Linked DNA regions of Mus musculus: region 2 is linked to region 1. The links are chromatin contacts, called in public HiChIP or PLAC-seq maps. All regions are on one chromosome and are shown on one strand. Each heading gives the region's core, a stretch centred on a gene start, on an enhancer-like site or on the middle of the called end of the contact. The rest is flanking DNA. Distances are from core to core; before and after follow the strand shown.

Region 1 (6,405 bases), core at 2,210-4,709:
AACCTGGTTTAATGTCTGCTGTGGCTCTGCATGATTGTGGATTTAAAAACTCACCCCTTCAGCCAGGGGCTCATGAAGATACACCGGGGATGGATGGAGACCACCTGCATACCAACACAGGCATGAAGAGGGGCAGATGAGAGGAAGGCTGTTGGTGTGAGAGTGCTTCTGCAGACATCCTCAACCCTGTGAACATGAGTGCTTGGTTACACTCCATAGCGGGCAAGTCTATACAATGAACAGTCTGGGCTTGGCAGGCAGCTCAGGTGGTAGAGGGCTTGCCTTGCATGCACAGAGCTCTGGGTTTGTCTCAGCACAGAGTAACAGTGGTGGACCATCCTTGAAACCCCCAGCACTTGGGAGATGGGGCAGAAAGATCAGAGCTCATCTGAGTCTAGCCTGGGCTAGTGGAGACACTGTCTCCAAATAAAATAAATACAAACAAGGACTGGCAAGATGGCTTAGCTAGTAGATAAATACAAACAAGAACTGGCAAGATGGCTTAGCTAGTAGAGACGCTCGCTACACTAATCCTGGTGACCTGAGTTTTTGATCTTTGGGACCTATATGGTGGAAAAGAGAACAGATACCTGCAAATTGTCCTCTAATCTCCACACATGTTCTGTGGCACGTGAAAACACACACACACACACTCACACACACACACACTCACACACACACACACACTAAATAAGTCTAATAAAAATTTAAATATTTTATATACCTTTATTTATATTTGTGGGGTGTGTGTGTGTGTGTGTGTCTTCTAAGCACTGAACTCAGGTTCTCAGACTTCCGAAAGTGCCTCTACCTGATAAGCCACCTTACCAGCCCCATGTAATAAAAGGGGTTTTTTTGTTTGTTTGTTTTGTTTTTGTTTTGTTTTAAAATGGAACGGCACATCCTGACCCACCTTTTCTGCAGTGACTAACTTCAGACCTCCCAGCTCAGCTTCCCCAACTGGTGTGGACTTAAAGGCCATCCTTCAGGATTTAGAGATGGATATGAAGGCCTCTCTAGTAAATGTGTGGTCACCAGCATCATGGAGAGGGGTGTTTGTTTGTTTGTTTGTTTTTGTATCCAACTGTCAGGTAGAGTAGCTGCAGCCTTGACCCTTTCAGCACACTGTGTGGGTGCACCGGAGGGAAAGATCAAAGGGAATTGTTTACCGAGATCGGGTTCAGCTCCAGGCTTTTTATTAGCACCCACCCAATAACTCCAATCTTCCTGGCTCCTGAAGGAATCCTGGCTCTAGGGAGTGGAAGAGGCTCCCGTCCTGCACCCTCTGGACCCCACCTGGAAACTCGGCTAGCACAAGAAACCAGCGGTCTCAAAGCCAGTCCTATTGCCAGACACTCTCATCCTGGTTTACAGCACTAGTGTTCTGAGCCTCTGTGGGGCCCTTTTGGGGTTCCTTGTTGCTTTGCCTGGCCATCCATTTCCCTTGGAGCCTTCTTAGGAAGGGATTCTGTCTCATACCCTGAACCAGCCAGGTGCCCAGCTTGAGTGAGCGTTAAGAGCTGAGTAGTCGCGTACAAAGGAATCCCCAGTGCGGCACCATGTTCTCACGTCCCTTGATGTCCCCTTAGCGCCCGCCCTATGTCCCCCAAAGAAAGAAGCTATTCCATTTTGGAAAGGTTTATTGTAAGAAAGCCAATGCGGGGGTGGGGAGTGGAAGCGGGCACCTCACTGGGCAGTCAGAGTCTCGCTGGCCTTGTCGATCACACTCTGGACTTGGGTCTTAAGCGTCTCCAGCATGGGCATCAGACTATGGCGCAGGTCCTCCAGCGCAGGTCTGGCTTTCTCGCCAAGTGTCTTCAGGTGGGTTTTGGCCCTGGTGTGGTACTCGTTCAAGGTAGGGTTGCTCTTGAGCTCAGCCAGGCGCTGGGCCAGGCTCTCGCGCATCTGTTCGCTGTGGGGCGCTAGCTGTGTGCGCAGAGAGTCTACGTGTGTGCGCATGCGGTCGCGAAATTCCTCAGCCACAGGGGACAGTCTCCCTTGCAGCTCCTGCAGCTTCTGGCGCGCGCTCTCCTGCAGCTCGGCGCCCAGAGGCGCCACCTTCTGGCGGTAGAGCTCCACATCCTCTTTCCATTTCTTCTGGAATTCGTCCAGGTAGGGCTGCACCTTCTGTTTCACTTCCTCTAGGTCCTTGTTCATCTCCTGTCTCACCCAATCTGTTTCTTTCTCCAGGTTATCCCAGAAGTCCCGAGTCAATGGGCCCAGCCGTTCCTGCAGCTGACTAACGGTTGAACCCAGAGTGTCCCAGTTTTCCAGGAGATTCAGGCTAGAGGGGGAAGAGAGCGGCTGAGAGACGAGCCCAGGCATCATGCGCTGCCCCTGGTCTGCAGATCCATGCACATGATAGCTGGGTGCCACCTGTCCCCTAATGTGCAGTTGCTATGGTCCTAGTTTCCCCGAACATGCAACCCTCTAACTCACTGCCTTCCCTTTACATTCCTCTGTACACATGGCGGAAGGCACCAAGAACACAGATGTGGTCGGTGCTGGTTACAAGGCCAGTCCCGTTTTTTGTTTTTTGTTTTGTTTTGTTTTGTTTTGGGTGCTGTCTGACCAGTACTGGGGGTTACCAAGGAAAAGGGATTTGGCACTCATAGGCTGAATGAGGGGCTGTGGTTACCCAACAGCCAGATGAATCCCATCCCTAGTCCTCCACTGGAACCTGCCATGGTGCCCAGCTGGTAGGAAAGCCCGTGAAGGGCTAGCCAGCTCAGTTCCAGCATCTTCTCACTGGTCTCTCTGCCCACCCTGGATGGGCAGCCCTTGACCTGCTCCAGGCCCCACGCTAGGTCTTTCCTTACTTCAGCTGTTGGCCCAAGGAGGAGGATTCAAACTGGGACACATAGTCTCTGCCGCTGTCTTTGACCGCATCCACATACACATTAGCGAAATCCTTCACTTTGTCCCATTGGGACTGGGGTTCATCTTGCTGCCATACGTGCCAAGCCTGGCTCCCTGGGGATGGAGGGGAGACCCATGTTAGGTTAGACTCGGAGTCAGGGAAGAGAACAGTGGGAATTCTGTTCTCTGTGCCCAGGAAGGTAGTCCCACGCAGGTCAAGAGGCACCTACCTGTCAGGAAGACCAGAGCCACGGCCAGCACCACAGCTTTCATCCTGAAGGGTGTGGGTGACCTGAAGAAGAAGAAGGAGGAGGAGGGCTGGGCTGAAGGGAGGCATTGTCATGGAAAGGCTCCACACACAATTCAAGCCCATGGAAGCATTGGCTAGAATGGCTAAAGGTGCGAGATATCCACGGTATTGATTTGGACAGTGGAGCATCAACTGGGAGGCGCTATGGAGCCAGAGCCACCGAAGGCAGGTAGCAGCACTTACCTCCCCGGAGCTCTCCGACAGTCTGGGTGTCCAGCTCTTCTTCCCTGGTCTATATATGTGTGTGGGCAGGGGCTGGGCTGGGAGACTGATAAGCTCAGCCTGGCCCTGCCACTGCTTACTTTTGCTGGCGATGTGGAACTTAGAGTTCAAGGATCAGCTCTGTTCCTGAGGCTGGGCAAACAGAGTGGGCAAACAGGAAACTGCGGGGGCTGCCGAGCTGGGATCAAGGGTTCAGGTGGGGGCAGCAGGGGGTGGCTGCAGACTCCAGGGGTCCCCAGGGGTAAGGCAGTTGCACCATCCCGAGGTGTATGTCTTCTTCAAGATAGTCTCATGGAGCCCACTCCTGGACTCCTCTGTGTTGCTAGTGCCCTCTGAGCCTGGAACAAGGGAGGGAGGGAGGAATTGTGGGCTCCTTCACTCACAGCCCCACCCCAAAGTTTTTTTTTTGCTTTCCAAGGGGTTCCCCCTTTCACCTCACCCTGGTCCCCCAGGTTTGGGGATTTGTCTTTCCAGATGCCACATGTTTAGCCAGCCTCCCAACCCTAAATCCAAAAACAACTGAGGTGTCAGCCTGAGTGAGATGCAGACAGGCTCATATCCCCAAGCTGAGGATGAAGACCCCTCTGATGCTTCAGAAGAAATGACAGAGGCCAACATGGAGTTGTTAGCTCCTTCCTTGTCTCCCTCCCTCCTTCCCTCCCTTCCTTTCTTCCTTATCTTAGGTACATGAGCGCTCTGTCTTCAGACACACCAGAAGATGGAATCAGATTCCTTTACAGATGGTTGTGAGCCACCATATGGTTTCTGGGAATTGAACTCAGGACCTCTGGAAGAGCAGCTAGTGGTCTTAAACCGCTGAGCCATCTCTCCAGCCCCAGTTGCCAATGTTTTTGTTATGTGTAGATGCTGTTATTCAGCCTCCCTTCCAGAGAAAACCTCACCATATACCATGACCACTAAAAGGGGTCATGTAGTTCAGTGACGATATGTCTTCCCAGAGTGGTGAGGGCCTAGGCTCACTTGCCAGGATGGGAGAGCTGGGTAGCTGTGTAGAGTGGGCTGAGTACGGTGGCCAGTTTTTGCACTTGGAAGGTCAGAGGGTTGAGAGTTCAAAACCACAGCCTTGCCCATATAGCAAGTTTGAAGTCAGCCTGGGCTATATGAGAATATCTAAAAACAAAACAAAACAAAACAAAACAAACAAACAAACAAAAACCACAGATCATCTCTAAAATCCCATTATGGAAAGTGAGTTTTCAAGCTAAGAGGAACTTTTGAGACCATCTATTTGAGGTTCTACCATGAACTTCCTTCTAGATAAGGGCCTGTTGAGAGTGGAAGGAATTTGCTGTGTCCTTTATCTCTCAGCCTTAGAGGCAAGGATGGACCTTGCGCCCAGGTCTCTGCATTTGGGACCCAGGGCAGGAATGTACTCTGCCCATCTCCCTAGGAAACTCCCCAACTCCCTAGAAACCAGCTTGGAATCTGTCTACCAGTTCAGGGAGTGGCTGGGATTCCAGGCTGCTCCCATCCCAGGAGGCTTTGCAACCAGAGAGAACCTTGGTTCTGGGATCTGCAACTTATTCTCCAGGTGACCCGGACAGGTTACATAACCTCTCCGTCCCTGGGTCTCTTATCTGCTAAGGAAAGATAATGACAGAGCATGCCACAGCTTCCTTATGATCCCAGTCACTGTATGGGAAGCAAAATGGAAAAGATGTGTGTGCACTTACTAAGTCCAGGAACCTGTGCGTGGTGTCTAACATGGCAAATGTGATTAGGGGACTTGAACTCAAGGGTAGCCTGGGATATCCAGAGGGCACAGTAATCACAAGGGTCTCTCAATATGCTAGAGGAGGCAGAAGGGCCAAAACCATGGAGAAACTTGAGAACAGAAATAGAGACCAAGCAATCTGAGTGTGCAGATGAGCCAAGCGGGTTTCGGCTACCCATCCATGGGTGCTGGAAGAGAGAAGAGAAAATGCAGGTTTTCTCTGAATGAAAGAGTTTTCAGACAGAATATCACTCTGACAATCCCATGCTTTTAGCCATGATTTGAGCTTCTGAACTCCAGAGTTTTATTTGTGTTGTGTTGTCTGTGAAGTCTGAACACATTTCAAGCAAAACTGCTGAAAGGTGACCAACAGCAAATGGCAAGTGTTCTGCATCCCAGACTCCTGAGGTCACTGCCACGAACACATTCTGTTACTAGGCCATAGCCTGTGACCCCAGTTGCTGGCAGCAAAAATGGGGTAAGGCAGGTGTCTGGCTTGCAGGTGCTGTGATGCAGGACATCTTTTCCAGGTTGAAACCAGCCCCCGAGGGCTGTGGGAGCACTCAGAGGGAGGTGGCCTCCACAGGAGTAGTTTTTTAGGTCTTTTGGGGGTGGGGTGGGGGTGGGGGTGTCTGTTGGTTTCCAGGATGCTTCCCACAGTCCTATCTTTCTTTCTGGCTCGTTACTGAAACCGTGCTGGCTAATCCTAATTGAACCTAACATTTGCTCCGCAACTCATTTAAAGTAAACTTGAGACACCCCTGTAAGGCTGGACGCCATGTTCACCCCCTTGGTAGTTTGCCTGTCAGAAAAAACGGCAGCTCAGAGATGCTAAGAACATTCTTGCCCCCCAGCTTTGAGACAGTGCCCAAGGGGCTAGGGATCGGGTCCGGCCTCTAGTTCTCTGATGGTGATTTCTTCACTTCCAAAGCCTTTGTACTCTCTCCAGGGACATGGCTTGGGGACTGGAATCCATGACATCACGGTAGACGACTCTGGGACAACCTGACTGAGCAATAAGTGTGCTCCTGTCTTGGTATATAGTCCAGGCTGGTCTCAAACTTGTGGTAATCCTCCTGCCTTGGCTTTCTATGCTAAGGTTATAGGTGTATGCTCCATGCTCCCTCCCCCACACCCCATACTTACTTGCTAGTGACTTACTTTATCAGGAGACATTTGGTTTAAACTAGTCTAAATAGCTACTTACTGTTCTGAACAGGAAGTCTTTCTGGACAGATCAAGAGTCAAATGGGCTCATCACAGATTGAGACAGGTTGGC
Region 2 (6,405 bases), core at 2,870-5,369, 270 kb after region 1:
GTGCTGGAATGAGGACTGAAACAACTTGCAAACCTAGGAGTCGGGACTGGGGTCTCAGCCTAGTAGCAGAACACATAATTAACCCCCAGACTTAATTCCTTTTTTTTTTTTTTTTTTTTGGTTTTTCGAGACAGGGTTTCTCTGTATAGCCCTGGCTGTCCTAGAACTCACTTTGTAGACCAGGCTGGCAGACTTAATTCTTACCCGTAATCCCTCCCTTCTCCCAAAAAACGATGACCATGGCAGGCTGCTAATGAACCCTTCTGGGTTTTACTTGACCCGTTTGTACAATGACAAATTGCCCTGTTGCTGCTCCAGGACCTTGTTACCCAGACTAACCTGCACTTGGCACTCCTGTGCCACAGCCTCCCAAGTAGCTGGGATTTGTTGCTGCTCCTGCTGTGGTCTACTTCTTCAAACATGCTGTGCTTAAACAGGCCAGCTATAATTCTGCTTTTTACCCATTAATTTAGAAAAGGGCATAGTAGGTACTTATTAATAGTTGTGGGAATTCATAAATATTTATAGCTGGTAGTTGGAAGAATGTCCCCTTAGAAGACAGTCCAGACTGCTATAATCTTGTCAATGGATAGTACTCTGAGAAAGGGGGTACTAGCCTACATGCTCCTAGCCAGGACATCTGACAGCTTCAGGGTTGGCCATATTTTTTGTATAAAGATTTATTTATGTATTATGTGTAAGTACACTGTAGCTGTCTTTAGACACACCAGAAGAGGGCATCAGATCCCACATTACAGGTGGTTGTGATACCCCATGTGGTTGCTGAGATTTGAACTCGGGAGCTTCGGAAGAGCAGTCAGTGCTCTTAACTGCTGAGCCATCTCTCCAGCCCATTTTTTTTCTTTAAACACAAAATTTGTCTACAGAAATACAATACATCCAATTGTAGCACACGTTATTTATTTACTTACCATACTGGGGGTTTGAAGGGACTCTGACAGCTTGAGCTTGGTGAGCATGGCTTGGCAGGCCTTGCCCTTCTCCCCCATTTGTCTTTCTAAAAAGACATTATACATTCCTAAAGCTAGCCCCCAAGGTCTGTTCCTTAATTTAGCCAATCCTTTCACCTGAGGTTGATTACCAAGGTCCAGCTATCAAAGTGTTGAAGTCCAGCAATCAAAAGCTCCCTTTGGCTCGCCTAATTAACATGCCCAATTAAAATTAAACGCCTCATCCTAACATGGAGTTTCCCATTTTACCTTTATAAACCATCATTTCCCTATGGGCCACATTTGTCTCCTCTCTAGCCAGAGGCAGTCCTTTGTCCTCAAATACCCCTTCCCCTTCTCCCTCATCCACTGTCTCCTGTCTTTGTCTCATATTCCATGCCTTCTGTGGCAAATCAATCTTCCTTTGTGCTGAGAACTTGGTTTGGGGCTCCCTGAACCGATACTTTTCCTAACAGGATGGAACCCAAGTGTGTGTGTGTGTGTATGTGTGTGTCTGTGTGTCTGTGTGTGTGTCTGTGTTCTTTGTAATGACCTTTAATTACATATTGTGTATATGTGTATGTTTCAGAGGTGCTACAGCATGCATGTGGAGGGCGGATGACAACTTGCAGAGTCAGGTTTTTCCCCTCTTCCACCTTTTGGGTCCCAGAGATGGTCATCAGGCATCTTGGCAAGCACCCGCACCCACTGAGACACTTCATCCACCCTTGTACATGTGTGTGTGTGTGTGTGTGTGTGTGTGTATATATATATATATAATTTATTATTGTTCATGTGTCTGTGTGTGAAGTGCGCAAGCACATGTTGCCAGGTGTCTGTGGAAGTCAGAGAACAAATTTGTGGAGTTAGTTCTCTCCTCCCTGGTGTAGAGCTCAGGCCGGGCTTTCCATGGCAAGTGCCTCTTCCTGATAAGCCATCTCAGCTCGGTTCTTGTGCATATTTTCCTATTTATGTCTGAAGTTTGGATTATATACCACTTATATAATGTTATTCTTGAATTCCCTCCTTAGATGTCCCTTTGATGGTATTAAGAATCTATCTGCTTAACTTCATAGTAGTATCTCTGACCACCTCTTCCTTCACTGTGAACAAGCAGTTTCCTTTGAGCTTTCTCAAGATCACAGGGATGCAAATTGCTGTCCCCATATTTTATTTGTATTTCTTATTCGTAGGACACAGTCCCTGGAGTGGAATGACTGGGTTGAAGGGTATAGAGCTCTTTTAAGCCTAAGCCAAAACAGTTCCTCAGAAAGGTTTTTGCCAGTTGACAACGAAAGGTCAGAATCTTTCCGTGGGCTTTGTTCAAACAAACAAAGCAGTTTCTGCAGAGTAGGGACAGAGCTCACAGGTTGGAAGGCATCCTGGTTATGGTGCCCTGGTTCTGGTTATCCCCTCTACTGTGAGAGGGGAGCGGCCGCTGAGCTGCTCTCAGTGGGCAGGCGCTTTTATGAGCCAATGAGGGAAAAAGAATGATGCTGGGGTAATGATTTTGGAGCACAATTCCTGTCTTGAGCAAAGAAATCATCTGTCAGCAAGACCCTGCACTTACTGGGCTCTGTGAATCTTGCCAGCAATGCCAACACCCAGCAGTAGAGGTGGGAGGAGGATCAGGCGTTCAAGACTCTCCAAACTTACACGACCAGTTCCAGACCAGCCTGAGTTATGTGAGCCGTCTCAAAAAGCCAAAAAAACGCGGACCACAAAAGCAAGAATCCAATACTTAGTGATCCTTCGTGAAAAACCCAACTCCAGACGCTCACAGGACAGCGAAGGAAGGAGGCGGCGACGGCTGCGTGGGAAGTAGAGGCAGCCTGGCCCTTTAAATCCGCGTCGGTTTCCCATGACGTAAGCGGGCGGGCACAGCCCGCTGTTTACCGCGGCGCAGCTCCTGGTAGCTCCGAGTTCTGCGCCGCGTCCGCCGCCCTTAAAGGGCCCGCGTCCGGGAAGCCTTCGGGCCAGGGCCACCGCCGCCTCGGCTCTCCGGGCGCGAGCGGACGCCGGGTCTCCAGCCGGGCTGGGCCGGGCTGGGCCGGGCTGGGGTAGCGGGTCGCGGTGCCGCCCTCGCGAGCCGGGATCCGCGCGAGGCCCAGGAGCGGCTCCAGGGAGGGGACGCGTCCTATCTGAGGCCGGGGTTAAAGTTCTGGTCCCGGTGAGATGCTGGAAGCTGCTGCGGCAGCCGCAACGCGCCCGGTCGCCGTCCCGTCGCCAATCCCCGCCGTCCCGGGCCATGATCGCCTGGCGTCTGCCCTTGTGCGTGCTCTTGGTGGCCTCCGTCGAGAGCCACCTGGGGGCCCTGGGGCCCAAGAACGTCTCGCAGAAAGACGCGGAGTTTGAGCGCACCTACGCGGACGACGTCAACAGCGAGCTGGTCAACATCTACACCTTCAACCACACCGTGACCCGCAACCGGGTGAGCGCGGGACTCCACGGGCGGCCGAGCGGGTGGGCGCCCGGCCTGGACTTGATGCTGCCCCTTTCCTCTCCGCCAGCCTTTGAGCCGCCCTCCCCCTGCCAAGACCTGGTTTCCACCAGCATTCCCGGGCAGCTCCAGCGGGGCAGCTTGGGAAGTTCCCTGCCACCAGCTGTGATCAGGACCGGTCTGGTCTGCTCTGTGACCTGGCTCTCAATCTAGCTCTCAGTCTGTGAGGTCGGGGTGAGGGGAAAACAGGCTCCCAGCCTTGCGTGGCTCAGACAACTCCAGATGGGGCCAACTTAGAATTGAAAGAGCTCGGTCACAGGGAGGTGAAGGAGACAGACCTCCTTGCCTCAGAAAGCCAGCTGGCCTTGTAAGTTGAAGGTGACAAGATAAGGCCCTCGAAGGCTGAGTGGCAAGAGAAAAGGGAGTTTGTTTCTAAGACAGAACTATCTCCGACTTCTTACTCATTTCTTCCCAGTAGTGAAAGTAGAAAGAAGGCTGGCAGAGCTGGGCCCAGGCAGAGCACAGCCTGGGAGATTCTTGCTGCCTGGCTGTGTGGCCTGCCTAGCTCTCTTGCTCATTCTCCAAGGCCCGATCTGGATTGACTCGGAAGCACTGGAGTTGAGGAGGAGGCACCTGAGGCTTTCTTTGGGAGGGAGAGGAGTTTGGTTTCTGGCAGGCCATGATCAACCATCAGGATCCATTTCCTTGAAGTCTGATCTCCCCTTTTGAGTACCATTTCCAGGATCATCCCGGAAGTGGCACCTACCCCTCAGGGAAACGTTACCCCTAGATTTGGTTTCAGCAACCTAGTAACTAGTTGTCTGCAGTTGTGATTTCTTCACTTTTAAACGCCCACTGTCCTGTGTAGCTTTGTCCGCAGCAGAGAGGGTGGGTTATTTCTTTATTTTCTTAGAGAGGGTGAATCAAGGTTCAGATGGAAAGTCACTTCAGAGCTTGGCCCATGGTCAGAACTAGAGAGACAACTTGTATTTCGACACAGTTCCCTACACCCCTCCCTGCAGGGCTCTGGCCTCCAGAGTAGCAGTGGAACCGGAGCTTCTTGCTGCTTTCCTAGTTCATGAGGAAGAAGATTGAGGGCTTGAGGGCACGTCTTGATCTCCCGTGACAGTGTGTGCACAGGGACGTGTGTAGACACGTGTCTATAACATGTGTGTGCATGTGGGCTATCCTGGAACCTTCTAAGGTCTCCGCTGCATATCCCTGCTGTTGCCTGGGTTCTGCTGCTCTGTATACCCGTTCTTCCAAGAGCGAGCTTCTTCAAGCCTCGGACCGGACAGTGTCAGTCATTTCTAGAAACTTGGCCTGTTCCCTCACAAGGAGAAGCACAGACAGTGTCCTGGCTGGCCAGGATGGACGGCACAGGGCAGAGCTCAGCCTGCAGTCTGTAGAGTCATGTGTCTGAGGAACAGAGAGCTGAGTTTGAAAGAGGATGCCTCCTTCTCTGCAGACCGAGGGTGTGCGAGTGTCTGTGAATGTCCTGAACAAGCAGAAAGGGGCGCCTTTGCTGTTTGTGGTCCGCCAGAAGGAGGCTGTTGTGTCCTTCCAGGTGCCCCTAATCCTTCGAGGACTGTGAGTAAGACCTGGGGATGTAGGGAGGGGCATCCTTGCCAGGTTTTCAGGGACCCTCACCCGGGGAACCTTTTTGTTTTTCTCCCTTCTCCCTGAGCCCAGTGGCAGGAGGGTAACTTTGTCAGCCCAGGGAATGGGAAATATGGGGACCTGATAGGAAGAACTCAGGCTGGCTGGGACTAGTCACACTCTTCTCTGTCTTGGACCATAGATATCAGCGGAAGTACCTCTACCAAAAAGTGGAACGAACTCTGTGTCAGCCCCCCACCAAGAATGAGTCTGAGATCCAGTTTTTCTATGTGGACGTGTCTACCCTGTCACCCGTCAATACCACTTACCAGCTCCGAGTCAACCGTGTGGACAATTTTGTGCTCAGGTATTGAGGGTAAGAGAGAGGGGACCTCACAGCCTCTGCCTTCTTCCCAAGTGCTGAGCGTAATTGTAGGGTTCCTCTCTTCCCTGTAGGACTGGAGAGCTGTTTACTTTTAATACCACTGCAGCCCAGCCCCAGGTAAAATCCCTTATCAAAATGGGGTCCCTCAGCCTGACGTGGTCACACATGCCTTTGATCCTAGCATTTGGGAGTCAGGTGGGTTTCTTGAGTTCAAAGCCAGCTTAGTCTACATAGTGAGTTCTAAGTCACCAAGGTTACACAGAGAAACCTTGTCTCAAGATAGCAACAACAACAAAAAAGAAAATTGGGGGAGATTTGGATATGAGAGCAGGAGTAGGTACAGAATTGCTAGGACTAGCAATTAATTTTGTCTCTAGGGTGGGACTCTCGGAGCTCCTGTGTGGATAGACAGGCAGGGACAGTGCAGTGACAGGGTCTGCTCACTGACTTTCCTACTCTGCCTCTCAGGCACAATCCTATGTGCCCAGCTGACACACAGGATATCAGTGCTCAGGGACATGCAGGACTGGGATGTTCACGGTCAAGGCTCTTCTCCCCTCGTAGCTTCATTGTCTGAGCCAAGAAGATTCTGAAACCTCCCTTGGAGGAGACAGATCCCTTCGGAGGGGCAGAGAGAGCACCCTCCTGAGATGACACTCTCCCTTCCTATGTTCTCAGTACTTCAAATACGAGTTTCCTGATGGTGTGGACTCGGTAATTGTCAAGGTGACCTCCAAGAAGGCCTTCCCCTGCTCAGTCATCTCCATCCAAGATGTCCTGGTAAGCTGTCTGTCATTTTATCCTCCATCAGAAAGTAGTTGGGACATTAGCAGAGGGGACAGGGCCCAGTTCCCCATCCATCTGCCTCTTCCTTCCTTCCTCCACAGTGCCCTGTCTATGATCTGGACAACAATGTAGCCTTCATTGGCATGTACCAGACGATGACTAAGAAGGCAGCCATCACTGTGCAGGTAGGAAATGCATGTGCCCTTCTGAGGGATGGACGGGGCTGGCTGTTGAAGTAGATGCCT

Evidence for each region. HiChIP or PLAC-seq counts read pairs in DNA pulled down with a chosen protein or histone mark.
Region 2: a contact with region 1 is called in an H3K4me3 HiChIP or PLAC-seq map of embryonic stem cells, with 24 read pairs. The contact joins the promoter of A830035O19Rik here to the promoter of Apoa1 in region 1. A contact is called at or near these places in 6 of 39 promoter capture datasets (the SN4741 cell line, embryonic stem cells, liver and 3 more), 2 of 484 Hi-C or Micro-C datasets (bone marrow-derived macrophages and embryonic stem cells), 28 of 115 datasets of contacts at active chromatin or transcription factors (CD4 single positive thymocytes, the SCID.adh cell line, T-cell acute lymphoblastic leukemia and 19 more) and 5 of 9 other capture datasets (adipose tissue, embryonic stem cells, liver and 2 more).

Annotation. Positions count from the first base shown.
Region 1 is chr9:46,225,684-46,232,088 of GRCm38.p6, reverse strand. It overlaps Apoa1 (apolipoprotein A-I), which reads right to left and starts at 3,459. Exons shown (of 4, transcript NM_009692.4): 1 at 3,353-3,459; 2 at 3,090-3,151; 3 at 2,820-2,973; 4 at 1,620-2,284. The coding sequence starts at 3,132. The coding sequence ends at 1,687.
Region 2 is chr9:45,951,700-45,958,104 of GRCm38.p6, reverse strand. It overlaps A830035O19Rik (RIKEN cDNA A830035O19 gene), which reads right to left and starts at 4,119. Exons shown (of 1, transcript NR_152206.1): 1 at 2,107-4,119. Sidt2 (SID1 transmembrane family, member 2) reads left to right here and starts at 2,856. Exons shown (of 26, transcript NM_172257.4): 1 at 2,856-3,381; 2 at 4,859-4,980; 3 at 5,192-5,356; 4 at 5,446-5,491; 5 at 6,053-6,154; 6 at 6,262-6,345. The coding sequence starts at 3,199.